Linked DNA regions of Mus musculus: regions 1, 2 and 4 are each linked to region 3. Evidence: chromatin contacts called from public promoter capture Hi-C data. All regions are on one chromosome and are shown on one strand. The core of a region is the stretch at or near the end of the contact, and the rest is flanking DNA. Distances in the headings are between cores, read along the strand shown.

Evidence for each region. Promoter capture Hi-C pulls out the DNA fragments that hold promoters and counts their contacts. Capture Hi-C pulls out chosen DNA fragments and counts their contacts.
Region 1: a promoter capture Hi-C map of adipose tissue shows a contact between it and region 3, with 3 times the contacts expected there. The contact joins the promoter of Ptges2 here to the promoter of Crat in region 3. A contact is called at or near these places in 1 of 39 promoter capture datasets (liver) and 2 of 9 other capture datasets (adipose tissue and liver).
Region 2: a promoter capture Hi-C map of liver shows a contact between it and region 3, with 3 times the contacts expected there. The contact joins the promoter of Aif1l here to the promoter of Crat in region 3. A contact is called at or near these places in 1 of 39 promoter capture datasets (liver) and 1 of 115 datasets of contacts at active chromatin or transcription factors (astrocytes).
Region 4: a contact with region 3 is called in a promoter capture Hi-C map of liver, with 2.4 times the contacts expected there. The contact joins the promoter of Ass1 here to the promoter of Crat in region 3. A contact is called at or near these places in 2 of 39 promoter capture datasets (both in liver), 2 of 484 Hi-C or Micro-C datasets (B cells and liver) and 1 of 9 other capture datasets (liver).

What each region holds. Positions count from the first base shown.
Region 1 is chr2:32,392,915-32,397,775 of GRCm38.p6, reverse strand. Ptges2 (prostaglandin E synthase 2) reads right to left here and starts at 1,886. Exons shown (of 7, transcript NM_133783.2): 1 at 1,226-1,886; 2 at 41-238. The coding sequence starts at 1,501.
Region 2 is chr2:31,946,386-31,951,727 of GRCm38.p6, reverse strand. Aif1l (allograft inflammatory factor 1-like) reads right to left here and starts at 1,425. Exons shown (of 6, transcript NM_145144.1): 1 at 1,347-1,425; 2 at 1,138-1,199. The coding sequence starts at 1,377. Lamc3 (laminin gamma 3) reads right to left here. Exons shown (of 28, transcript NM_011836.4): 28 at 2,645-5,342.
Region 3 is chr2:30,413,945-30,418,594 of GRCm38.p6, reverse strand. Crat (carnitine acetyltransferase) reads left to right here and starts at 2,847. Exons shown (of 14, transcript NM_007760.3): 1 at 2,847-3,283. The coding sequence starts at 3,257. It overlaps Ptpa (protein phosphatase 2 protein activator), which reads right to left and starts at 2,545. Exons shown (of 10, transcript NM_138748.5): 1 at 2,263-2,545. The coding sequence starts at 2,293.
Region 4 is chr2:31,466,703-31,471,832 of GRCm38.p6, reverse strand. Ass1 (argininosuccinate synthetase 1) reads right to left here and starts at 1,563. Exons shown (of 16, transcript NM_007494.3): 1 at 1,494-1,563.

The DNA.
Region 1 (4,861 bases), core at 637-3,136, 2.0 Mb before region 3:
ACTGGGGACAGAAAGGAGGCATGAGATCCCCAAAGCTCACCAAGCTGTCTCCTTCCTGGGCCACCAAGATGGGCACTTTCCTGTAGGAGGAGAATTTGATCTCAGTCCTTCTCACGGGATTCACCTCCACCACCTGATAGGGCAGGGAGTGGAAGTCGAGGAAGGCACGGACTTTGCTGCAGAAGGGACATGTCTTGTACTGGTACAGGGTCAGCTGCAGGCTGTTCGACAGGGGCAGCTGGGGGAAGAGAAAAACAATGGGGCTTGTAACACCTGGGGTCCCAGAACTCTTGCTCCACACCCGCCTCAGGCAAACCTTTCTTCAGGAAGTCCTCTAAGGTGACCCTGAAAAGAGAGTGAGGAAAGGTGGGCAAGGGGCTCAGAGAGTGACAGACAGCCTACCTGCAAGTGCCCAACAAGTATACCGCAGGGCCAGGAGGCTCTAACACTGTGTGTGTGTGGGGGGGGGGGGGGGTCCCTGCGCCCCTTCGAGCGAGTTCATCTTTCTCCTGTCCCAAAGGGGACAGAAGACAGTCCTAGGGTGTGTCTTCCTCCAGCTTAATAGTCCTTAAGGTCTCCTCCACTCCCACCCCTTACCCCTAACTTCTCCAACTCTTTCTGAGTAACTGGCAGAGCTGACCAACTGGCCAGGCAGCACTGGCCAGAAGTGAGATCTACCTCAGATCTCCAAACGAAGAGGGAGGAGGCTGCATTTAGCTCCTCTGCAGGGAAGCCTTCAGGTGAGCTTGCTACAATTGCAGCCCCCCTCCCCTCAGTCTTCAGATGGAAATCGGTTGGGCAGAGAAGAGAGCAGTGAACCGCAGGGACTCCGCGCCAGTTCCAGTTCCTGGGTGCAGGAAAGGAGCATGGGAGGCAGGGCGGAGAAGGGCTAAAGACTGCAACTCATGAAAGGTCTACAGGGCTGCCGAGCCACGGTGGGCTGGAGCACGCCTCCAGTTCTGAGTCTGAAGTCAGGGTCACTCGTTCCATAAAGATTACTCCCGGTGCCACACACACGCCCCTAAATCACAATACAGACCATGGCATGCGATACATACAGCTCTAAGTCGTGGGCGATAGCACCACCCTCCTCGCACTCTTAAGGCCAAGACACTCGCCCAAGGTCACAAGCGGGCGAAAGAGGCCTCTCCTGACCCTGCGGCTTCTCAGCAGTTCGGGGCTAATCCCGGCTCCCCGTCAGCAGTCCGTGCCAGCCAAGTCTTACCTGCGCAGCCGAGCGCTCCGCGCGGAGGTCCTGGGAACGCTGGTGCCACCGCACGGTGTGGTACAGCCCCAGCGCGCCGCCCAGGGCCAGCGCCGCCGCCCCCAGCAACCGCGGGCTCCCCTTGCGGACCGCGGCGCCCCGGCTTCCGGCAGCCACCCTGGTGAAGCCAGCCCGGCTCTGTGCCGAGAGCGGCTGCCAGGGTCGTGTGAGCAGCCCCTCAGTCAGGGCGCACCGGCTAGAGACAAGCACCCACGAAAGGCGCGCCGCCTGGGCCATGTTCGCTCTGCCGGCGCTGCGGGCGAGCGCGCAAAACCAAAATGGCCCAACCAGGGCGGCTCTAGGATTCCTTAAAGGGACAGTACCGGGCCTGCGTGTTGCCTAGGGTAACGATGACGCCAAGTAGGACCAGAGTCCTTGAGGGATCTGAGAGCGCATGCCTGTCTGAGAGGCAGAAGCACACCCCAGGGGCTTAGGAAGTGGCTTGGCGTCGCTGTCTTCTGAGGGTACAATGATGACCTGTAACTCGTGGTCGGGCGTTTCCACATCGTGCATCTACGATGGCAGGGAGAACATTGGTCTTCCGACCCATTCACTCCCCAGAAAAGGTCCGACGCGGTCTCCAGTGGGTGGCTGCATTGTCTCAGACTCTCTCTGCCCTCCCGCAATGCTGTACTCTGCTGCTATGATGCGAACCATAAACTTTTCTCAAATCCAGCGGGGGGCCTTGGAAACCACGTGTCGCGGAAATGGCCCACGCTAAGTGGCCGGCTTGGCAGCCCGAAGACCTCTCAGGCCTGAATGGGAATGAGCGAAGGTTCCCAGGACACCCCAGGCCTTTGCGAATTTACTTGTCTTAACGGAGCGCCCGACCTCCACTGCCTAGGCTTCTCCGCGGACAGCCCTGACTTGACCCCGCCCCGAAGCCGAAAGAGGGCGGGGCCTTATAGTGGGCGTGGAATCGAGAGGGAGAGGTGGGGTTCCTTGGCGAGCGGGTATGGAGTTGTAGGGGAATGGCTGTTCCAGAGTCTGATCTGGGTACGATCCACCGCCTTCGCTTTCTCCCGGGCCTGGCAGCGCCAGAGCCCACAATACCCAGACGCATCTGGAACCTGCGCATGCAGGCCTAGGAGAGCGAAAAAGGCTAGGTGGCCCCAACGTATTTTTCTGTGAAAACCTAGCTGGGAAGAGAAAAATGGGCTTAAAAGGCACGGAGGATTCCAGCTCAAACACAGCCTTCTAAGTAGGGCAGGAGTTGTCCCGGAACAGTCCTGGGGCTAGCCAGAACGGCATCCTGGAACAAATGCCTGAAACCTGTACTAGAGAACAGTACCTACCAATCTTATTATACTGTTGGGGAAAATGAGGCTGTTGAAGCCCCCAAACTGAACAAAACTTCAGAAAGGTGGCGCTGCAGCCTGGGCTGAGAGGCCCCACTGCCTGTCACACTTCTCGGTTTCTGATAAGTTCACCTCCCCTCCTCACCTACGTCTCCTGTCTCCCTATGACTTCTGATCCTAGTGTGCTTCAACCAAGGACCCAGCAAATAAGGACGGTTTTCCCTCGTGGCCAGGGAAAACTATCCCCAATGTAACCACATTAGGATATCTGTGGCCCTCAAAATCTATAAACTGAAACTAAGGAGTGGAGTGATCATAATAATAATTGAGTCATTTAGGAAATGATTAGATCAGTTTGCAAGAATGGAATGGGTGCCGGGCGTGGTGGCACACGCCTTTAATCCCAGCACTTGGGAGGCAGAGGCAGGCAGATTTCTGAGTTCGAGGCCAGCCTGGTCTACAAAGTGAGTTCCAGGACAGCCAGAGCTATATAGAGAAACCCTGTCTCGAAAAAAAAAAAAAAAAAAAAAAAAAGAATGGAATGGGTGCCAGGCATGGTGGTGCACGCCCTTAATCCCAGCACTTGGGAGGCAGAGACAGGTGGATTTCTGAGTTCGAGGCCAGCTTGGTCTACAGAGTGAGTTCCAGAACAGCCAGGGGTAAACAGAGAAACCCTGTCTCAAAAAAAGAAGAAGAAAAAAAGAGAGAGAGAGAGAGAGAATGGAATGGGTACACTGTTACAAACCAGACTGTCTGCCCTTGTCTGTCTTCTGAAATGTAGGCGTCCTTCGGGGTGTCAACTGTGAGGAACTGGCCGTTGGTGTCTCCATCTCGAACTCTGACCCTCCAGAGCTGTAAGGAACAGCAAGCACCTTGCCTTTTCTCTCTCTCTCTTTTTTTTTAAAAGATAAGGTGTGGGAAGCCACATGTGCCGTTGCAGAGTGGCACTGACTACTGCTGGCCACCACGCATAAGTTTGGACAAACAACCAAGGTGTACATATGCAGTAAAGTTTTTTGCAAAGACACTGCCTGGCCCAGGCATGATAATGAGGCTTTGAGAGTATAACCAATCAGATGTGAGACATGCAAATGAGGTATGATAATGAGGCTCTGTGAGGTACAGAGAGAGAGAGAGAGAGTAGCCAATCAGATGAGGAACATGCAAATGAGGCGTAGTGCATAACCAATCCGGGTGTGAGACACGCCTCGCCTAGGCCTATATAAGCAGCACCAGTTCTGGGCTTGGGGTCTTTTCGCCTCTGCAATCAAGCTCTCCCAATAAACGTGTGCAGAAGGATCCTGTTGCAGCGTCGTTCTTGCTGGTCGAGTCCAGCGTGCACAAGAATAAGGCCTTACACTGTAATCCACAATGTAATCCTACCAGTCTTATTCTACTGTTGTGTTAGACTTTGCTATGTAGCCCAGGTTGGCCCTCCATCTCCTGACAATCTTCTTCCCTCAGCCTCCTGAGTGCTGGGATCACAAGTGTGAACCACTACACTTGGGTACAGAGCAGATTGCTTATTTTATTTTTGCTTGTGTACAAATGTGTATGTTTGAGGTGGTACCAGGGGAGTGGTTATATGTGAGGATGTGAGGGCTTGCACACTTAGATCAGTGGAGGTCAGGGGATGACCTTGGAGTCAGTCCTCACCTACCACCCTGTTTGAGAAGGTCTCCTCTTTGTTGCCTATGCCAGGCTGGCATGCCCGGGGGCTTCTGAGGTTTATCCTCTCTTTCCCTCCCATCTCACCACAGGAACACTGGGGCCACAGAGGTACATGGTACCACCGCTGGCTTTTATGTGGTTCTATGCATCTGAACGTGGGTCCTCATAATCACAAAGCCAGAGTTTTACCCACTGAGCCATCTCTCGACCTCCTGTACACTGCATTTCTGACTTCCGACTTCTGGGGTTTGGAAGATGTGATTCTAAGCCAAAAAATGTGGTAATCTGTTGTAATACGGTGATTTGAGAAACTCTCAGCCTTTCCCAATTGCAAAGGCTATTGGTAAGAAACAGTGTTAGAAAAGTTTGCTCTTGAGAGAAGGCTGAGTGTGGCCAGCGCCAGACCTAGGGCTGGAGGAAGAGGTGAGCCAACACCCATAAGAAGTGGGGAGGAAGTGGACTCCTCAGAACCCAGAAGTGTGGGGAGGTAGCATGGAACAGGGTCACCCAGTGGTGTCTGGTGGGATCCAGACTCTGCCTCTGACTAAGACTGAGGGTCTCAAGAAGGGTAGTCCCCATCCCCAAGGCCTGAGGGACTCTGGATCCAGAATGAAGTGTTCTCTGTCCC
Region 2 (5,342 bases), core at 176-2,675, 1.5 Mb before region 3:
GGTGGACGGGAAGAGACACCTATCTGGGTCTAGACAGTCCATGGAAATAAAGGAATTAGGTCGAAACACTTCAACAGGACCACAGCCCTGGCATCTCCAACGACCTCCAGTTACCTCTAGTGTGCTAACCCTACCAGCTAGCTCCTCGACAGGGGCCTGGAGTTTGTCACTCTGGGTGTCCAGGGACCAAAGGGGCAAATAAGAAGAAATGCCTCCCCTTATATCAATTGGCATACCTCAGCCCCAATGTACTAATAACTCTAGGGTAGAGTGTCTAGCATGGAGAAAATCTTAAGTTCAGTCTCCACTGTAGAGGAAAAGAGAGAGAGAGAAAGAGAGAGAGAGAGAGAGAGAGAGAGAGAGAGAGAGAGAGAGAGAGAGAGAAACTAACTTCGCGGGCTGTCTCCCTAGCGCTGGACCCCAGAAGATGTAGGCTCCTTACTTTCCTGAGCCCACAAAGTGACCCTGCAGGAAGCGAGAAGCTCTTACTGAGACACCAGTCACATCTGAACACAGATCCTGGGAACCCTAAAGCCTCAGGCTGTGCCACCTCTGTGCTTTGCCAATCCAGGAGGCCCTGACACCGTTTCTTATCTCCTGGGATCTACACGCTCAGTAGCAAACGTACGGAGCTGCTATTGTGTCTCTGGCAGCAGCGGAAGGATTTCTTTCTAGAACTTCCCCAGGACCAGGACCAGCATAGAAGAAAAAAACAGTCCCTTGGGCAACTTTTCTAAAAGCTGGTGCAAAGAGCTGTGTGTTAGAGTTGGAGGTGGGAGGCAACAAGGAAATGCCAGCATTAGCCAGCTCCTAGTGTTAAGTTCTGCGGGTCTATGGAGACAGCACTGGCCCTGGGGTCTCTCCTGGCGCCAAACCCCTTAGGTGGTCCCCAGCCGGCTCCCTCACCCGCCCCACCTCCCTGGTCGAGAGTTACAACTTGCAACTGGAGACGCCAGGCAGAGAACTAAGGGGTGGAATGGACTTACCTGGAGTTGGAGGCCACACAGCAGGGGCCAGGGATGCAATTGCAGAAGGCCAGGGGTAGGGGAGGAAGGGGCTGATTTTGTCTGGGGGGAAGGGGTGGCACAGTGCGGCACATGGGACCCACACGCTGTCCCACACAGTGACGCGGCTTACCCGATTGATCTCCTCGAGCCTCTTCTCCTGCCGGGCTTTGAGCAAACCGAACGCCTTCCCTCCTGCGGGAGACAAAGAGTCGGCGGGGAAGCTAGGGTACCAACCGGGCCACGCGCCCCCTCCGAGTTCCCGCGCGCGCCGCACAGCGCACACAGGTGGCGACCCAGGGACGTCCGGCGCGGGATAGCGCGGGGACAGCAGGCGCCTACCTTGGAACCTGTTGCTGAGTGCGACCGACATGGTATGAGCCCGACTCCGGACAAGGCCAGGGACAACAGGGAGGAAAAGTCGTCTGGTCCAGACCTTCGGCAGCGTGTGGCGACGGGACCCAGGGGCGGAGGGACCTCGCGGCCGGACACACCCCGCCCCTCCGGCGGCCCGCCTCCTGCCCCCCTCCCCGCTGCCGCGCGCACCCGGGGCATCAAAGCCCGCTGTTTAGCCGGACGCTTAGCCCGCCGCCGCCCCTCTGCTGGAGGACGCGGAAAATGCAAGATGGGAACGCCCTCTTTCCCCATCACCAGAAGAGACAATATCACATCTCACTAAGAACTTTGCAGAGCTGGTTGTGAAGATCAAGTGCCAATAGAGGCTGTCACCTCACTGTCACCTTTGCCCGGCAGTGCCACGATAACACCGATATTTTAGATAAATACGTGTGTTGGTGCAAATACGGTGTACCTGACACTTGGTCTTTGTGTGTCATTTCCCCTAACTACAAAGTAGTACCGGTATGCCTACTAGATAGAAAAGTCTGGAAGCTGAAGCTGGGACACGAGTCCTCTAGGGTGGTAAAGAAGCAGCCTGTGACTTGAGGAGAAGCCAGGGTGGGCATGCAAGAACTAGGAACTTGTAAAGAAAGAGATCATGAATTCCAGTGTCCAACCTGAACAGACTAGAGACCCTTTCTAGAGACAGGGTCTCCCTCCATTGTTACATTGTGGACACAGGCACAGATCAGGATTGCCCTAACCATGGGATCCAGGAATCCCTGTTCCCCTGACTTATTTCAAGTCTACACTCCTTAGATTGGGATCCTGGGACCAGCTGACTGTGGGGACGGGTAGCCAAGCTCACACAGGGGAGTCCAGTGGTCCAGATAGAATGCTATGGGGCTAATGGGAGGAAAGATGCTTGCGAGGCAGGGCTCCTGCTCTTAGGTTCCTCCCACTATGCATTCATTCATTCATCTGAAGCTGGGCACTTGACACAAGCTCCCTAAGCAGCAGAATAGGAGAAACAGGAGCAGGGACTGCACTGTAGAAGGTAGGCCCACAAGGGCTTGGGAGTTCAAAGCCTGCATGGTCGTGTTCCCTCTGAAAGCTCGGGCAGGAACTGGACTCAGAACAGGGCCCTATTGCTCTGGTCACAGGCTGCCCATGGTCCCAGCTAGCTGGGTTAGCTGTTGTTGTGTGACCAACTTTTCCTGAGGAGATACAACACACACGTTTACTCACCCCAGTTTAGGAACCCACGAGAGATCCAATTACAGATATCACCCAAGTCCAGCTTGGTGACCCAGTAAGCTTTATTAGGGTTATTTACAAGAATATGGGTGAAGAGTTAACTTACAGAAACAGAAATGACTCACAGACAGCTGTGTTGCCAAAGTCCACCCCCTAGCATGGATGACAGCTCACAAAACTGGGAACCTGGAGCCCGCCGCATGGTCTACAGACAGTGTGACAGGTTGGATGGAGAGTCTCCTTTCCCGGGGCATCAGTTAGTCTAACCAGCAGGCAACTCTACTTGTCTAAGAGTCTTCTTGCAGCTGGGTTCTGCTGAGGCCGGCAGGAAGGGGCCTGGGGAATCCGCTCAGTTTCAGGGAGCTCTTGAAGCTCTTGTTTTGGGCTGTTTACCTCTCTGCCTGAGGAGCCCCCCTACCGGAAGGAATGTTTTCTCCTCAGAGAAGACTGCTCCACAGCTGTTCCTGGCTGTTCAGTGGGATAGGACAGGGGCCATCCCAAGTTCTACTGCTCAGCTGGCTGCTGAGTTAGACAGATGTTCAGCTGCTGCTAGCATTCCCCTCCGTCATGTGCAGCCCCACCTCTGGACCTTCTGAGTGGCTCTGCATACACCAGGCATGACCATACCGCATGAGTCACTTGGCAGGCCTGAGACTTGTTTCCTAGGAAGCCTGGTCTCCGCCCACTAGAGATGCTGGGACCACGCTTTGCTGTACATCATGGCTCAAGTGGGTAGAGGTTGGCCATCCATCAGTGGAGAAACTGGGTTAAGGCCAGAGAAGTGCCGGATCCTGCCCCAGATTTTGACTTTAGAGCTCCCATGTCCTTTATATCACACACCAGATCCTAATTACCCAATCCCGTCTTCCGTCTTTCTACCCCAACCCTGGCAACCTACCATATCAGTCCCACTCAACATAAAATGGCAGCCACACCATCCTCAGCCTCACCTTGACCTCAAGGTTCTCTCTGGAGGGATGCTCCTCTCCTCAGAACACTTTGCCTGTACATATATGGCATGTCTCACCACAAAGCCTTGGACACAAAGTCCCTGGTATTTTGGCCAAGCAGGGGACTTGACCACTCAACATTTGATGTGGGGCTGGAGTGGTGGATCAGCAGTTAAAAGAAGTGTCTGCTTGCTGAACAGTGGTGGCGCATGCCTTTAATCCCGGCACTTGGGAGGCAGAGGCAGGCGGATTTCTGAGTTCAAGGCCAGCCTGGTCTACAGAGTGAGTTCCAAGACAGCCAGGGCTACACAGAGAAACCCTGTCTCGGAAGAACAAAAAAGAAGAAGAAGAAGAAGAAGAAGAAGAAGAAGAAGAAGAAGAAGAAGAAGAAGAAGAAGAAGAAGAAGAAGAAGAAGAAGAAGAAGAAGAAGAAGAAGAAGAAGAAGAGAAGTGTCTGTTTGTTCACCTGGGTTTGGCTTCCATCACTCACATGGCAGCTATCAGCTATCTGTAACTCCAGTTCCAGAGGACCTGAAGCATGCATGTGGTTCCCAGATATGCACGCAGGCAAAGCACACATACATATAAAACAAAAATGAACAGAATCTCAAAATAAAAATAATAGCTGAGCAATGGTAGTTCACACCTTTAATCCCAGCACTTGGGAGGCAGAGGCAGGCAGATCTCCAAGTTCGAGGCCAGCCTGGTCCACAGAGAGAGTTCCAGGACAGCCAGGGCTACACAGAGAAACCCTGTCTTGAAAAAAAAATGAATAAAAAAATAAAAATAATGAGCTGATGATATGCATGCCCAGGGCTTTGTAGAGGATGGAGGAAGGGTGCAATATCATCAACCATTATGTACAAGAAAGACAAGGAAAGCTAATTTGTAGAGGCAAGGCCTAAGCAAACGGAAAAGAGCCAAGCTGAGGCCAAGGAAGAAGGCAGGAGGGAAAAGCTACCCATCTCAGCAGCCCCAGGCTTAGGTTTCTCTAAAGCCTGGCAGCCTCTCCTAGCCCAGAAGTCCAAATCACCCTCCCAGCGACTTCCACTGTCCCATTGAAGCTAATCTGGTAATCATTTTGGCCTTGTGGCCTAACGCCTTAATAAAATAGAGGATGCTTTACAATCTGCTCTAATCTAAGTTTGCAATGACCGATCCAAGCCAGGCTGTAACCTTGGCTGCTACCTGCCCTCTTATATGGGTCATTCTCCCCCCTCTGTCCCCGTCTCTCCACCCTTCCAGACCCAGGCTCAAGGCCCCCTCCTCTCGATGGTGGCCCTCCTTTCCTCTTACCGTCCTACTGGACAGAATTAAGTTCAGTTCTCTGCCTCAGTGTCTCCACCCTGAACCAGGGAGTGGCAGACGAACTCTTTGTGTACCACCTCTATCCAGGCCCCTCACCTTTGTCTGAAAGCCCCCTGGATCTGAGAAGAAAGGTGGTAGTCACAGTGCCCCTGCTAAGGCCAACACGACAGACCCCAGGATGGCACAAGCCCAGTTCTGCCAACCTCCTTCCCACACATGGGATCACAAATGCAGGAAATCACTACCTGCTTTCCGGGCCAGCCACAGGAAGTGCTCTGTGCATACCCACAGCAGGCCCTGGTCGCCACACTAGCACTGGAGGACCAAAGGCACAGCACAGGAAAAGGGTCCTTTATTTCCTCAGAATCACAATCAGTTCCTCTGGGACCTGGGGAAGGGATTGGGCTTGCAAAGGTGGCTGTTATCCCAGTGCCTAGGCTCTGCTGTGTTCTAAAGAGCTCTGAGAAAAAGAGGGGGTATCAGG
Region 3 (4,650 bases), core at 1,598-4,097:
AAGATCATAACACAAGGAATTTTACAAATGACCCTTGGGAAAAAACCCAAAAGTAGCCCAGAAGCTGGCGCTGAGCAGGAGCTCGGTAGCATCACTACAGCCCAGCACTAGGTGGGTGGAGGCAGAAGGACCCCCAACTCTAGCCAGCCTTGGGCACAGAGTGAGACCCTGCCTCAAAACAAAACAGCTAAGCATGGTGACCCACATATGTGACCCGAGCTCTTGGAAGGGGGACGGGGGGAACAAGAGGATCGGACACACAAAGTCATTCTTGGCTATTAAGGTGATTTTTAGCCAGGCCCAGTGACCTTGTATCAAAAGCACAAGCTGGATACAGCAGTGCAGGCCTTTAATCCCAGCACTCAAGAGGCAGAGACAGGTGGATTTCTGAGCCAGTGTGGTCTGTACAGTGAGTTCTAGTCCTAAACAAGTTCTGGATATGTAGCAAGTGCAGAGAACAGAGCCTGTCTGGAGATGTCAGGAGGAAAATGGAAAGAGCCAGGGGATTTGGAGATACACATCCATACCTGTCTCAAAAAACCAAACAAACGACCCCCCACACACACACCCCAGTGTGCTGGATTTATCACCTCCCATATGTGACAGATGTGACATGTTTGCATCCAGTGAGTACTCACCACACCCAAACACTCTGCTCACATCAGACCACAACTCCATGAGGAAAGTTTGATAAACCTCATTTTAAATTATTTTAAAATTATGTATGTATGTGTGTGTGTGTGCCACACACAGCATGTGAGTGGAGGTCAGAGGACAACATTCAAGTCAGTTCCATTCTCCCACGCGTGGGTTCCCAGGATGGAACTTAGGCTGCCAGACTTGGCAGCAGGCACTCTTACTGAGCCCCGGGTGGCTCAATTTCCGTCTACTAAAGGACACATATGGTGACTTGCCATATAGTCTGTGTAACTCAAAAATGTCCACAACCTTCCTAAGGTTGTTTGGTTGTTTGTTTTTTCCCTCTAGTACATAGGTTCTGGTCCCCAATGTCCCTTCCCTATTCATCTTCAGAGACACTCATTTCAAAAGGAGTCTGCCTGCCTGATAGCTACTCTTTTTTTTTTTTTTTTTGTGGAGACAGGGTTTCTCTGTATAGCCCTGGCTGTCCTGGAACTCACTCTGTAGACCAGGCTGGCCTCAAACTCAGAAATCCACCTGCCTCTGCCTCCCGAGTGCTAGCTACTATCTATGTCTTGATGTCAACACTAAAGTCGATTAAGACACATCCATAAGGCCAGGCAGTGGTGGCGCACTCCCAGCACATGGGAGGCAGAGGCAGGTGGATTTCTGAGTTCGAGGCCAGCCTGGTCTACAGAGTGAGTTCCAGGACAGCCAGAGCTTCACAGAGAAACCCTGTCTCGAAAAACAAAAACAAAACAAACAAAAACGACACATTCATAGAGATTTTGTATAACTTAAAATAAATGTCTGGTTTTGAATTCCACGTGTTCATATATTTAGGGGGGGGGCGCCACAAAAATGGTGCTTCTTTTGATTTTCAAATTTTCTTCCTCCTGAGACTTTCTTTGGGACCACAAAAAAGGAAGTGTGGTGGAAGGTACATCAAACACTATCAAAGTACGAGCTGAGTTTAGCCAACCTAGCCACTCTGTAAGAATTTTCCAGTCCTTCTTAACTACACGGAGTCAGCAAACTGCTTTCTCCTCCTCCAGGAAAGGGGGTCTCTACTGGAGCATCTGGCCTCTGTCTCTGCCCTAGTTACTTGAGATGGACCACAACGAGGCCACAGTGTAAATAAAAGTTACAGACGACGATGCCACCAACCCTCTCATTTTGTACAAACAGCCTCTTAAAATTAGTGGTTTAGACACCGTGGGCAGTTTCTCTCAATTAACTCTGCAGATACTGAAACCCCCAGAGCCAAGCCTGCAGGACGGAAGGAGGGACGGAGGGAGGGAAGACATGCAGGGTGGGCAGGACATGCATGAAGGAGCCTGGCGTCCGAGCGAGGCCCAGGTCCACCCGAGCGGAGTCTCATAAAGAACGCAGCCTCCTGGATCCCTCTCGCCCCGACCCCAGGCAACTCTGCCCCCAGGTCCAGAGCCTTTCCCCTGACCGCGCTCTGCCCGCCCGCCCTGGCCGGGTCGCCCTCACCGCCACCCGCCTGCAGCCCAGGCCGTCAGCCCTGCCTCCTCCGTCCCCAGAGCTCCTCAGACTCGGGAGACCCCCCGAGCCACACCCCTTTCCCACCCGCACGCCCGGGCCCTCCAACCGCCCTACCTGGCGGCGGCTGCCGCTCGCCCTCGGCCATCTTCTCCGTGAGGAGCCGGAGCGGATGCTCGCCGGTCCCTCTCAATGTTCACCCCGCAGCTCTCCCCGGCTCCGCCAAGCTTCCAGCAGGGAAATGAGCGCTGACTGGCTAGGACCGGAAGCCGAGAATTACAGTCACTCGCGCGAAGGCGGCAGCCATGCCGGTGCGAGGCACTCAGGGAGCATGCCCACCAACGGCCGTCTCGCGGCGGCCGCGCCGACCGAGGCAGCGGCCATCTTGGTGCGGGGCGCCGAGGAGCATGCGCACTAACGGCTGCCGCCTGCAAGCCAACTGCGGCGCTGGCAGCCATGTTTGTGCGGGGCGTCGGGTTCTGTTTGCTTGTTTGTTTGTTTGTTTGTTTGTTTTGGTGAGGGGTGATGGAGGGAATAGGTATGGCAGCAGTATTCTTGCGGAGCAAGGCCACCTGTCATCTTCTTTGTGCATGCCTCCACCCAAGCAATCTGAGACAGTCCCCAGTCAACAGTTGTGTTCTCCTGCCATTCCTAGAGTGACGTTCAAGGACACCAGTCAGACTTGAACGCACGTGACCGCCTCGACAGCTAAGGTGGCTTTCGGAGGCGGAGAGCACGAGCGGGACAGCGCCTACCGTTGTGACCCCGTGACGGGAGCCCAGCGCCGGGCTGCTAACAGCTGAGCTAGAGGTCCGTCTCCGCAAGCCCCGCCCTCTGCGGCCACTCCCCGGCTTGGGCCCACCCCGAGATCGGGGCGAGCGGCCGGGGACTGCGAGCCACCAAAGCTCCGCCCCGTGAGTCCTGCCCCACCGGCAGCCCGCCGGGCCCGGTGGCCGCGGGGCCGCCTCTACTGGCTAGCGGCAGTGACTCGGCGACCTTGAACCTAGAACCGGAGCCGCGAACCCACTGACCCCAGCACCCCAGCAGTGGCGCAGTCTTTACCCAGCGCGAGGGGCGGAGCGGACCAAGTGTCCGCAAACAGACTGGGACGATGTTAGCCTTTGCTGCCAGAACCGTGGTGAGTTCGCCCAGCAGGGCCATGGACGGGACAAGACGGGCGGGCCTCCAGCAACGGTCAAGAAAACCCCAGACCGGCTGGTAGGGTGCGATCTGCAAGGTGGATAAAGGAGACCAGGTAAGGGGTGGGTTCGATCCCAGAAGAAGACTGAGAAACCTAGGTTCAAGTCTTTTGTACCTTTCCACTCCACTCCTCCCTAATGCTCCCAGTTATTCGGACTCAGACACCTGTCGGGGCTACTGGTTAGAGAGCTCAGCCCTAGGCTATGCTTCTGCCCGACTAGAGCCACTTCTCCAAGCCTACCCAGTCTCCTTGAGTTCATCAGATGCCCACCCTCCCCATTGCATATTGCTAAGAGAACCTCAGGTGGAGACTAGTACTGAAAATCCCCCAAACAGGCAGGAGGAGGCAGGAGGTGGCAGGCTGCCCCTCACCATCCTTATCTAAAGCAGCTATCCTAATGGTGAGCTCCTGTCCTCTCTGATTCAGGCTGTCTATCCAGCTGTGAACTGGACTGCCCTGTCAGACACTGGGTTGGCAGCTAAGACTGAGATTCTACTAAGAGTCCTGGCAGCACCTGAGACCCTCCTCCAAGTCGTCCCGCCTTCCGTCACCCTCTGGGACCACCTTACTGCATAAGCATTTTAATGCTAGGGAGACTGAAACAAGGAGACAATCAAATCCCATGGTTGTGCTAATAAACTGAGCCCAAATGGGGTCTTTTGGCTTATTACTCACAGCAGAAGCACAAAAGTGTATTTCCCCCACTATTGATCCCAACCTGGATGATCCAGAACTCATTTAGAAAAAACAAACAAACCACCAAAAGAGGGGTGGCCACCAAGGCCCTGAGGTCTGGAAGGGAAACAGCTGGGCAGGTGTGTGGCAATCGTTGGTTGTCCACTAGTGGCCCTTCCCTGGCATCTCCTGTCTTGCACCATTCCCAAGCAGGGCTGATTTCAGGGCCACAGGTTAGCGGCCAGCCTGTTTCCACCCTCCAGCCAAGTTTTCCCACATCAAAAAGATCTATGAAGATTTTGACAGGTGGATTTTTTAATACCTCTCTTGGCTTGCCTCCCTGGCACTGGGCCCATCTAAAGAAGACAGGAGAGAGCTCCCAGTCTCCTCTTACCTCAGTACCTACTTCCAGCCCACTTACCTGCCTTACTCCTCCTCTTCTGGAGGCTAGCGAGAGGCAGAGCGGCATCTGCAGCCCCACAGCTACCACTGCTCCAGCCTTAGATGCTACCACGCCAGTGGCTACTGCCTCACCACCCTTCACGCCTGAATTGTGAGTCTTGTCTTCTCTTTCCAGTCCAGGCAGGTGGCCGCTCTTGCTAGTTTCTGCTCATCCAATTGGTAGCACA
Region 4 (5,130 bases), core at 314-2,813, 1.1 Mb before region 3:
AATGAGATGGGCCCTGAGAAAATGCAGCAGGTGGGCCGGGGCGTGGCTCCACCCCAAGGCTCCTGGAGTGTCTGACTTCCTCAGCTCAGAGCAGGCAGGCAGCTGGGGTGAGGGGCACACTTGACCAAGGGTGCTAAGAGCTGTTCTGTCCTACTATGTGCGTGGAGGAGGTGGGTAGTGGACAGAAGTTGCCCTTCATTTATGGACTCCATGGGCACTGGGTAAAGTCAGAATTCCTTGGGCAGCCCTGAGGCCCTTCCAATGCTCCCAGACTTGGCTGGTTTATGGTGGGAGGGGGAGAGGGTAGGGGGAGTTTGAAATGGAGGCTATTCCAGTCTCTGCCCAGCCCAGCTCTTAGGTTTCTCCACTGTCTTCTTCCTTCTGAAAGCCTTGTCTGGGGCGGGGGAGGGGGTGGAGGAGTGGGGGAGTAGGTGGCTGGGGAGGGTTGCGGGGGGGGGGGGGGGACGGGACCCTGTCTTTTCAGGTCTTCATCCCAGACCCAGTGAGCAAGTGGGCAGACCCTGGCCACAGTTCTCAAAACAGCTCACTGAACTTGAACTCTTGGACAGCAAGAGTTCTGAGTCCAGGCACAAGGCTGGCAGCCCTGGAGCTGGGAGGCTGACGTCAGGGGTCACCTGCCAGGTGGAGGAGCCGCAAAGCGAGGGATCAAAGGAAGGGTTTTCCTACTCTACCCCTGGGGAAAGGGCAGGTCTGCTCCTGCCAGCTGCACTTGCAGACAGCCTGACAGACCCACTTCACAGAGGGGAATACTGAGAGCGCGGTTAGTTCTCCTGGAGAAGATTTCCCTCGATTTCTCGGTTAGCCTGCCTTCCAGAGAAGGGCCCAAGCCGTTAACAAGCCAGAAACAGACATTTCCTGCGAAGGGGCTCCTCCCAAAGAGCCAGCCAGCTAGCAGGAAACCTGTCTAGAAGCCCCACCCAGACTGAGCCTGGCATTGCACCCTACGGAGAAGAGAAACCAGTCACAGCCTAGGAAGGACCCGGGACGGGTAGGCAGGGTTCGCGTGTCCACCAGAGCAGGGTACTGTCACACTCAGGAGAAAGGCACACGCCCAAGCCCCTAAGGGCAAAGAGGGGCTGGACCTTTTGCTTACTTTGAGAAACAAGCCTGAACATAGATCGGCGAATCTGATCCAGGGAGAGGGATTCGGAAGCCCCCAACCCTCTGGACTCTCCGGGACTCTACTTGGAGCCTTCGCAGCACACAGAGGATCGTGAAAAACCAGAGGGGGACCTCCATAGTCCTCCTGCTCCGGAGACCTTGGGACCCGTTCTCCTACATGGGTTCCCTAGGCAGGAGGAACGTGTGCGTCACAGCGCCCCGGACATCAGCCTCCTTCCTTCCACTAACTGCGCGGTCACTCGGGGGCTGCCCTGAGCCCACCCCCTGCAGCTGCTCGCTCCCTCTGGGATTCCTTGGTCATGAGACCCTGGATAGAGAGTGGGGACCAAGAAGGGCCCGGAACTTCTTACCAGTGAGCCCAGGCGGCAGTGGCAGACGGCGGAGCAGGGCTGAGAGAGGCGCGCATCCAGGGTTATAAGCACAGGGCCTGGGGGGGGCAGGAACCTGGGACACGTGGGGACGGGCGCGAGAAAGGCCCCGCCCTCGGGCCCGGCCCCCGCTCCGAGCCTCTCAGGGCTCGAGGCCACCTGCGGGTGGGCGTGGCCCCGCGCTCTCTCCCGCTGGCCCCTCCCTCTTCCCTTGGCGCCCGCACCACCTCCCGGGGGCGCACGGGCGTGGGCTCTTGCAATTTAGGTCCCCTGATCCTGACCCGCTGGTGGCGCCTGGGAGGGCGGCAGAGGTTGGAACCCGCGTGACTAGCAAGGCTGATCGCAGCTGTCTTGCAAGAACCCTTGAAAGCGCTGCAAGGCGGGAGTGAAGATGCAAATTGCTTAGGTTCAGAGGCTGTGTAGCCCCACTCGATTTAAAGACTGAAGCATCTGCCCCTCAGAGGCTCTTGCTTTCCCTGATGCTAGCCCACAAGCCAGAGCTAAGGGTTCACAAGAAAATGCAAACGAGTTGGCCAAGGATGGCTGGGGATGCCATTTTAACGTCCTGGCCTGGCACCTGCCCAGATCGCCGTGGGCTCCCAGTAAATGGTGAATCAAAGCCTGGCTGTCTGCTGAGCCATCAGAAGATGGGGAAGGTTGAGGTTCACAGAGGTGAAGCTGCTGGCTTGTAAAGTGAACCCGGGGGTTGTGGCCCACATGAGCCAGAAAGCCGTGCCAGAGGCTTCCCAGCCTGGCCTGAGCCCTGCAACACACAGGACAGCCCCTGCCCCAGTGAACCTCAACACCCAGGATTACGGCAAGATCATATCCCCCAGGCAGGCCTAGATTCCAAGCCTCAGACGGCTCCATGCCCATGTTTTACCCAGCTTTCCTTACTACTGCCTTGCCCTGAGACTCTGGGTGCCCTCTGGGGTCCAGCCAAGCCCCTTACTCGGTCTCCTGATTTTTGTTCAAGGTCAGAAACAGCAGCTGTGGGGGCTTCTAGGAGGGAGAAGGTGCCAGACACATTTACAAACTTTAGCTGCAGGATTCTTTTGTGCTCCTGGCCCTGTCCTCCAAGCTAAACGTAGCCCATGCTGGTTAGAAACTCCAGAGAGCCAGGTGGGGACGGACGTCCAGGGGACAGCCTGAGGCATCTCTCTGCTAAGTGACACTAGAACAGCTGACCTTCGGGCGTCACTGGACCAGCTCTGGACCTTCCTCACAGACAGGAGACTAGTGAGGTCAATGAAAAGAACATGCCAGCAACTTTTGAGCCACTTTGAGGCCATTGGTCCCCATTTGCTGACTCGGCTTCTTAGGGCTGGCCCAGAAGCTTTCCATCTTACCTTTATGAAATATATGCACAGAGAGAGGGTGCATCTTTCCCAAGGCCACACAGCATGCCCAGAGCATAGCAGAATTTGGGCCCCGAAGCCCAAAAGCCTCTGCTCTAACTCAGGTTTGAACTGAACTGGTTCAGGCAGGAATCACGAACAGGGGGAACCTTTACCCCCTACTACAGAAATGACTCCAGCCCAGAGGACTGACACATAGGCAGGGGGATAGAGGGGCCAGTACTGCCAGCAGTTGACTTATGAGCCCCCAGAGGTGGAGGTGAAGTGCAGGGGCCCAGCTGACTCCTGGACCAGCTATGTTCTCTGCATTCCTCCACCTTCACGGTGGACACTGAGTCCCACCCATCCTCACTCTGCAAACTACTTCTGGATTGGGTGGAACATGACCCAAGAGGGTTTGCCCCTGGAAATGAGTCACCATGACCTTTGACTTCACCTTTCCCCCTTCCTACGACAAGGTCAGGGCTCCTTAAGAATCTAGGTTAGCGATTTAAAAAAGCAAAACAGAACAACTTTCCTATATATCCCTGGCTAGCCTAGAAGAGCTATGTAGACCAGGCTGGCCTTGAACTCTTGGCTTCTGAGCAGCCTCACCTCCCCCGCACTCTCCACATCTTTGGTTTACTCAGACCACAGGACTTTTCTTGCTCCAATTTCCATTCTCATTTCCCTGCATAACCAGTTTGTCCCCTGGCCCTTCCTCTATAAGGAGGTCAGAAGCTTCCAGAAAGTACAAACCAGAACAGGTCACACACACCCTTCTTAAAGGTCTTGGATGGGCCAGCAAGATGGCTCAACAGGTGAAGGCCCTTGTTACCAAGGCTAAGGACCAACCCATTTCTTTAAGTTGTCCTTTGACACCCACATGGGCACCAGGGACACATGTGAACCCCTAAGGGACAAATAAAAGAAACGGGGAGTTGGTGACTCATCACTGCCCCTACGACTGCTCTAAAGGACTGTGTTAGTGTGGGTCTGTTTCTTGCGCCTGTGTTCTGTCATGTTATTTATCTCTTACCATGCTGCTTCTACGATGTCTTGATTCTAGTAGCTTTACAGTGAGTCTTGAAATTTAGGAAATGACCGTTTGGCTAACTTGTTCATGTCCTTGGCATTTCCATAAAATAACAGAAACAGCCTGTCAGAGTCTGTAAAAAGTCTCCTGGGGCTGGGCTGGGCTGGGCTGGGCTGGGCTGGGCTGGGCTGGGCTGGGCTGGGCTGGGCTGGGGCTCAGTTGGGAGAGAGCTTACCCAGCATGCACAAAGCTCCCTGCTCCATCACTAGCATCATGTGACTAGCTGGGTGGTTCACTCCTGTAATCCCAACACTTGAGAGGTAGAGGCAGGAGCATCAGGTTCAAGGGCATCCTTGGTTACCTTGTGAGTTTGAGGCCAGCTTCCTGTTCCCTACCTGTTGTGCTTTGCATGTGGTCCTGACAACCAAACCCAAGGCTAAACCCCTCTTCCCTGCAAATCTATATAGATAAATCTACATATCATCTTAGGCGAGCAGACAAGACTGCATTTTCCAGTCCATGAATATGATGGGTTTCTATATCTCTTTGTAACTTCTTAATTTTCCTTAACACAAAAAAAGCCTAAAAATATTTTTTAAAATATTAATTGTTACAGTGTAAGCAACAAGAAATGTATGAAATGTGTTGGTTCAGTCTGTGGGAGTTGACATCCTGATGTGGTCTTCCCTATGGGGGAGTTTAGGCCTCTAGTTTAAACTAGAGATGTGTCCAAGAAACAACAATGTATATACTCTTGGCGGATGGGGTTGAAATGGGATCTATTACACAGTTCTGGGCTAACCTAGCACTCTCCACGTAGCCCAGGCTGGACTCGGATTTGCATGGTTCTGTTGCCTTTGCCTCTGAGTGTTGAAGTTACAACCTGCATCACCCAGCTACACTTCATTAATTTATTTGTCCATTCGCCAGTGCTGGGGATTGAACTCACGGCTTCGTGCATCCCGGCCAAGTGCACTACCACCTGAGCTCAGGCCTTGAAGTAGACACTCCTGAGAGTCGGGAAGCTCCCTGTGTTGAACATGGACTTCTGGGCAATGATATTTTAAACATGTGGGCTAAGATGGGTTTGGTGGCATAGGTCTGTGGTCCCCATTTCCTGGGAAACGGAGACCAGATAAAATTGAGTTTGAGCACGGGCAGGGCAACACTGTGAAACCCCGTTTCAAAAGACAAAGAAATGCTGTCTAGGTAGCAAGACCCCAAAGTGAACAAGGTGGGTTTTATA